2 separate regions of the Mus musculus genome follow, and region 2 is linked to region 1. The links are chromatin contacts, called in public promoter capture Hi-C maps. All regions are on one chromosome and are shown on one strand. The core of a region is the stretch at or near the end of the contact, and the rest is flanking DNA. Distances in the headings are between cores, read along the strand shown. Region 1 holds the start of Prelp (proline arginine-rich end leucine-rich repeat). Region 2 holds the start of Adora1 (adenosine A1 receptor).

What was found. Promoter capture Hi-C pulls out the DNA fragments that hold promoters and counts their contacts.
Region 2: a contact with region 1 is called in a promoter capture Hi-C map of hippocampal neurons, with 2.0 times the contacts expected there. The contact joins the promoter of Adora1 here to the promoter of Prelp in region 1. A contact is called at or near these places in 1 of 39 promoter capture datasets (hippocampal neurons), 6 of 484 Hi-C or Micro-C datasets (B cells, cerebral cortex, embryonic stem cells and 2 more) and 1 of 9 other capture datasets (adipose tissue).

The regions. Positions count from the first base shown.
Region 1 is chr1:133,919,479-133,922,835 of GRCm38.p6, reverse strand. It overlaps Prelp (proline arginine-rich end leucine-rich repeat), which reads left to right and starts at 1,435. Exons shown (of 3, transcript NM_054077.4): 1 at 1,435-1,581.
Region 2 is chr1:134,233,837-134,237,018 of GRCm38.p6, reverse strand. It overlaps Adora1 (adenosine A1 receptor), which reads left to right and starts at 1,562. Exons shown (of 2, transcript NM_001008533.3): 1 at 1,562-3,004. The coding sequence starts at 2,664.

The DNA.
Region 1 (3,357 bases), core at 186-2,685:
CTCTTTTCCTATTAAATTGGTCTGAGATGTTAAGGATGCCTCATCTACATGTGGAAGGGCTTGGGGCATTGCCCCCAAGTGACTGATGGCCACAAATCTATGGGGGTGAGGAGGGAGGCTGAGGCTGGTGACAGGGGCCTGGTGCCTGGGAACAGGCAAAACTCCTTAGATCCCTTCAGGGTCTCTGGGGCTTCAAACTTTTAGCTCGACCAAGGAACAGGCTCACAGTCCATGGCCCCACAGTAGAGCACTGACCTAACACAAGCAAGGCCCTACAACTCCCTCCAGCACAGGCTTTTGGGGGTTGTGATAGCAAGAAGGCAGGTAAACAGGCAGTGAGTGACATTTATATCTCTACGCTGGCTAGGATTCCCTACAATCCCTTCTGAAGCTCCACGGTCTTACCTGAGACACAGACACAGAAATAGGGGCATCTCAAAATCAAGTGACTTGCCTAAGAACACACTTTATTTCCTGTGAGTGGAAGAGCCGGGGACTTTGAGAGTTAGGGGACAGTGACAAGAGTCCCTTGTGGGCTTTGTAGGTCTCTGATGACCTAATGGTGACTGAGTAAGTGTTTCCCTTAGGTTCTGAGCCAGAAGTTGTACTGAATGCACCTTAAAGCCAAGTGTGCCTGACTTTTCAGATGGGGACGGGGGTGGGGGTCATTGTTCAGATAACAGAGACTTTTGAATTGGTTTCCAGGAAGTGGATATGCATTGGGGAGCCTGGCATCATCCTGTTTCTGTGGGATGACCACACAGCCCCCAAACCTCACCTGAGTGTGTGACACAAAGCTGGAGGAAAAGCCCCAACACTGTCCTCAGGAACTAGGAACAATGGCTTGCGGATTTACAATTGGAAACCTGCTTTAATTTGGCTGTGTGATCCTCAGGCCAGAGTGGCCACCAAACCAGTAGTTACCTCTTATATCAGCCCACTGCACAGTGAGTCTCCACTCCCTTAGCAAGCTTCTGGGCTGTGATAGGGAAATATTGTCACTGTGTATGCTCTGAAAAGTGTCTCGTGGCTCCTCAGTGAGTTGAAGAATTGACATCAGGGAAGTAAGGCGCTTGTTAGAAACTCAAGTGGCCAGGGCTGGACCCAGCGACCCCACCCTGCCTGCACAGAAGCAGAGGCCTTGCCAAGTGCTTTCCTCTCTTGATTTGGCTTAGTTTCCAAACACGGGTCAAACGGTCCCTCTCCAGAGCAGCAGCAGCAGCAGGAAACATTATTAAAAGTGAGCCGTTAGCGGGCATCGGGTGTGGATGAGGTCTGTGGAGTTTTGGCTGCCAAATAAAGACTTTATTGTTGTCATCTCTCCTTTCCCAAGCTCCCTCCCTCTCTCCTCTGCTCCCTCCTCCTCCCTGCCCTCCCCCCTCTGATCTGCCCCTCCCTCCCCAAACTAACCTCCCCACCCCAATAGGATCTGGTAGAAGAAAAGTCAGGCAGACACACGCAGACACGCACCAACTGGGAGACCAGAACTTCTAGCTGGCTCTCTGCTGCCACAGCTCCAGCAAAGGGTGGGGAGGAACAGAAGAGTGCCCCAGAGTCCAGAGGAGAGGCAGGTGTGTGCAGGTAAGTTCAGGCAGTGGGGGAGAAGACTAGAAGGCTCCTTCCTCCAGGGGTTCTCTCTAGCTCTGTCCAATCTTTCTTTCCTCCCTCCTGGCCTTCTTCCTTCTCATTTTTCCTCTCTAAAGAGTTCAGATGTAGCCTTCCTCATTTCCTGATGACACTCTCTTGTCTCTCCAACATCCTGCATCCTAGCGTTTGCTTGCTGCTGAAGTTAAACTTTCTAAGTGCAGATGTTTGTGGAGCACACAGAGCTGTGTCGCACACAGAATTTGAACAGAGCAGGTGTTGCCATGGGAACTGGACACTAGAACCGAATTCTCTACACCTTTCATGTATTACCATGCACTGCAGAAGACAGACAGAAAGATAGACAGACAGACACACACACACACACACACACACACACACACACACACACACACTGGGTTTTGTCTCTTACTCTCTCACGTGCCTCCTCAACTGCCTGACCAGAGACAGCGTTTTCCTTCTGAGATGACAGAGCCAAAAGACAATCACGCCTTGGCTGGTCAGGGAGGATATGAACAATCAAGTGATTTTTTTTGAAAATTTCTTTCTTTTGAACTTAATCAGGCAGAAGGGAGAGAAAAGTGGCCCTCCAGCCTACACAGTATCCTCTCAGCAGCCCGAATTCCTGTCTCCCTCCCCAAACCACTTGGCTCTTACAAAAAGAAGTCAAGCTTGCCTGCAAGCCTTGGAGGCCCTAACTCCTGAGTTAACAGTTCCACACACACACACACACACACACACACACACACACACACACTACATAGTCAGAAACACTCTTCTCTCTGAAGTTATTCTGAGATTATCCTGACCAGTCAGCTGGTAAGGGGGCTTGAAGTAGAGGAAGCAGGGAGGGGAACCTGGGAGTCTTATTTGCACAGCTCCCCCCTCTCCTGCAATAGAGGGGCCCCATGGCAGTAAGAAGGGGGGCACTACTTGATCCTCAGAGGGCCCTGAGCAGTAGGCAGGGAATATGGAAGCTTTAGTAAAACAGGGACAGACACTCATTACAGACCCATCAAACAGAACCCAAGAGGTCCAGAGCTGTGTTAATACATCCTGAGACTCCCCTAACTCCCTTGGGATTCACATAAAGGGCTATGTGGTGTCCTCAAAAAGGAGCCCCTGCAGTCTTGACAGTGAGGGCTGAGAGCCACTGCAGGAGGGAACAAGGCACTCTCTTGTGATTACTAACATCATCCATACTAGGCAACCATACTTCGGGGGAACATTCTACAAAGAACATTCTACCTTAGTCTATCTCCTCTTACCTGCTAAGCTACCTGTCCCAGGTACCCAAGAGCTAGTACTAGCTGTCAACCATCCCTTCTAGATTCTCTCTCCCCGTACCCCACAGGTCTGTCCCATTTGACTCTCTCAGAGGACAGACGAGTTGATAATGTCCCTTATCCACCCTCACCTTCCTTGAGGAGAGCACCTCAAGGCTAGAAGGAACAACAACAGCAACAACAACAACCACAACCACAACCACAAAGACAAGGAGAAGCCCTAGATCTCAGAAGAAGCCACAACCAGCTGAAAAGAGAGATTTCCATTTGCCAGCCAGTGTCCCCACCTCTGCAGAAAGCGGAGAGCTGGGTTAGTAAGTCAGGATGGAGACACACAGCGGGCTTTGCACGGGTGTCTGGGGAGTTCCAATCAGTTGACACTGAATGTCCAATGTAGTCTTCTGAGCCACACAGGGAATGAAGTTTCTCTGAGTACCTACACTGTAAGAAGGACCCCTTCTTCTCC
Region 2 (3,182 bases), core at 313-2,812, 310 kb before region 1:
CACACAAGAGTCCTGAGTTCCATTCCTCAGCACCAAGCCAACCAACCAACCAACCAACCAACGAAAAACTCACTTTGCCTAACACCGTGCTGGATTGTGTCTATCATTCCAGTATTGGAATGAGACAGCTAAAATGACTGAGTTCGAGGCCAACCTGAGCTACATAGCAAGTCTTTGTCTTAAAAAATTAAAATTAATTATGTGAAAGGCTTTATGCCTTAAAGGCCCTGAGTCAAGGAAAGAAAGAGCCAAGAGGCACAGATGCCATGCAGATCTCAGCCTCATGTCGCATGGTATGGGCAGGGGCAGGATGGCAGCTTGCTCTTAGGAGTAGGGAGGAATGGGAGGTAGGCAGGAAGGATGCCTGTCATGGATGAGCTGATCTTTTGTCATCAAACTCACAGTCCCCTGTTGTCTGAGGGTGGAAGTGGAAGTGAAGCCCTGGGTCTCCTGGAAGTGTCCTCCCCTCATTGGGCTTCTTTCTCTGGAGAAAACCGAATAGCTCCCACCCTTCCTCCCAGCCACCCAGGTTCCAGAGGAAACTGCTCCTTCCTGTGCTCCTGCAGCACACCCCAGCAGAAGTTGCTCTCCCTCCTGTGGGCAGAGCCCTTCTCCTCAGCTGGGATCCAGCAAGGGGGCAGCAGGTTGTAGGGTTTCCCCTAGCCTGACTCACCCAGCTACTGTACAGTGCAGACCCTTGACCAACAAACAGGATTTCTCAGGGTGGGATCTCTCTATAAGGCACTGAGAGGGAAGGCTTGGGGCTGTGCGTGAGCCAGTGATGAAGTGAGGGCCAGGGACACTGTGGGGGAGGGCGAGGTGGGGAGGGCACTGTGGGAAGGGCACTGTGCTGGTGCTTCAGTGTGTTAGTCTTTGGCAAGTTCCTTTCATTTCCCAGCCTGAATCTTTTTCTGGAGCACAAGGGATTGGACTAGATACTGTGTAGTCTTAGGTGCTGGGGCAGAAAGGAGAAGGAGAAGGAGGAGGAGGGGGAGGGGAAGGAGCATAGTAGTGTAACACTGACAGTGGGGGTCATTTCTCTGAGCCTCAGCATCCTCATCTGCAAAATGGAAATTACGAAGAGCCTGAAAAGCACTCTGAGCGATGGATGAGAAAGGGCTATGACTCAGGAGACTGCCTGCAAAGTAACGTGTGTGCGGGAAGCCTGTGCGCTCCTGACAGTGCTGGGACTGCTTTCCTGAAGAGAGTAGGTTTTAAGATTAGGGGAGGCGCCCAGATGCCAATGGTTGGTGGCGGTGGGAGACCAGAGAGGGGCCCTCTTGAGTCCCGCAGGTGATTAGGGCTTGGGCTGTCCGCCTGCTGCATTGAGAAGGGAGGGAGGGAGTAAGGGAAAGAGGGAACACGGGAATCGGCACCTCGGTACTGTCCCTGTCCCGAGGCCGGATCCATACATCACACCATTCGAGACGCTCACGTTTTCCCAGCTTTTCTCACACTGAATCACTTCCTTTGTTTAGAGGAGGGGGTAGGGGAGGAGACGGAGGGCGACGAGGGAGGGGCCCGCGGGTGCCGCCGCCGCCCCCGCCCCCGCCCCCTCCCCCTCCCGGTGTGCGGAGCCCGATTGTCACTCAGCTCCCGCGCCGGGGGCGACGAAGGCGCCGGCGCCAGAGTGGAGTCTCGGCTGGCTACCACCCCTTGGACATAACTGGCTAGCCCTGGGTTCCCCTGGCATCCTCTGAGGGAGCGACTGCCCAAGGTTTTGAGGTCTGGGGATACTTGGCTAGACAGTTCAGGTGGCCAGGCGCTCTGCCAGCTTTGGTGTGACCTTGGGTAAGTCTGTGGCTCAGTTCGTGCATCATGAGTGTGCAGGAAAGGGGTGGATGAAATGACTGGGGTGTCCCCCTTGGGGCAGTCGATGGGTAAGGATTCTGGGCAGAGCTGGAGCTGGACCAGGCTTCTGTTAAGAATCGGGCACCAGCGGCGTCCCAGGTGGGTGGGCACAGGGTAGGCGTGCGCGCACGCGGGGAATGGGAGCCGGTGGACCCGCCAGGTCCTGGGCTTAGTCCCTCAGAATCACGCCTGCCATCCAGTCCCAGGTACGAAACAGGGGCACTACCTCTTTAAAGGCGTCCGGGGCTGAGCCTCTGCCACACCATGTGATTGCTTGAAAGGCCGGGCTGGGAGCGCAGCGGCGGGAGCCTGGAGAACGATGAGCCGATGCGCGCGCGGTGCCCAGAACCCAACCCTGCCCGGCGCGGCTCCGGAAAGCCGCCCGGGGAACTTAGGGCAACGCCTTTGGGACCCCCTACCGGTTGGCAGGCAGGATGGTGAGCTCCTTGCCTCCGGGTCGGCGGACACCTGTGGGCACTGTGGATTCACAGGGGATCCTTGTGGAGTAAGTGTACAGGGAGCCACCTCACACCTGATACAAAAACCAGTGGTGGAGTGAGTGCTGCTATTTTAAGTTGCTGAATGGAACCTCTAAGGACAAGGGGAGGGGACAGAGGTTAAGCAGATAGTGAGCCTGAGTGTCTGGCCAGCTTGGGCAGGCACTGCATCACTTTACTGGGGCACATCTTCGCAGGGCTGCCTATGTCCCCCTCCTTCCCAGGCTGGCATCCCCACCGCAGGCTTCCTGACCACAGGTGCTGGCCTCGCGCCCCAGGGCGCCTGTCTGCTGATGTGCCCAGCTCCTGCCCACCATGCCGCCGTACATCTCGGCCTTCCAGGCTGCCTACATTGGCATCGAGGTGCTCATTGCCTTGGTCTCTGTGCCCGGAAATGTACTGGTGATTTGGGCTGTGAAGGTGAACCAGGCACTTCGCGATGCTACCTTCTGCTTCATCGTATCCCTGGCGGTAGCTGATGTGGCTGTTGGCGCCCTGGTCATCCCACTGGCCATCCTTATCAACATTGGGCCACAGACCTACTTCCACACCTGCCTCATGGTGGCCTGTCCTGTCCTCATCCTCACCCAGAGCTCCATCCTGGCTCTGCTTGCTATTGCTGTGGATCGGTACCTCCGAGTCAAGATCCCTCTCCGGTGAGTTCATAGCAGCCCAAGGTACTCTGTGCAACCCTGTGTGGGGCTTGGGGATGAGCAAGAGAAGATGAAAGTCAGCACACATAAGCCTCCTAGTCAGCCAGGTATTCTCCGGGCATTTGGATCCCAGCCCAAAGTGCCTTCCTGGGCTCTGTATGGGGATGTTCAGCAGAGCTGC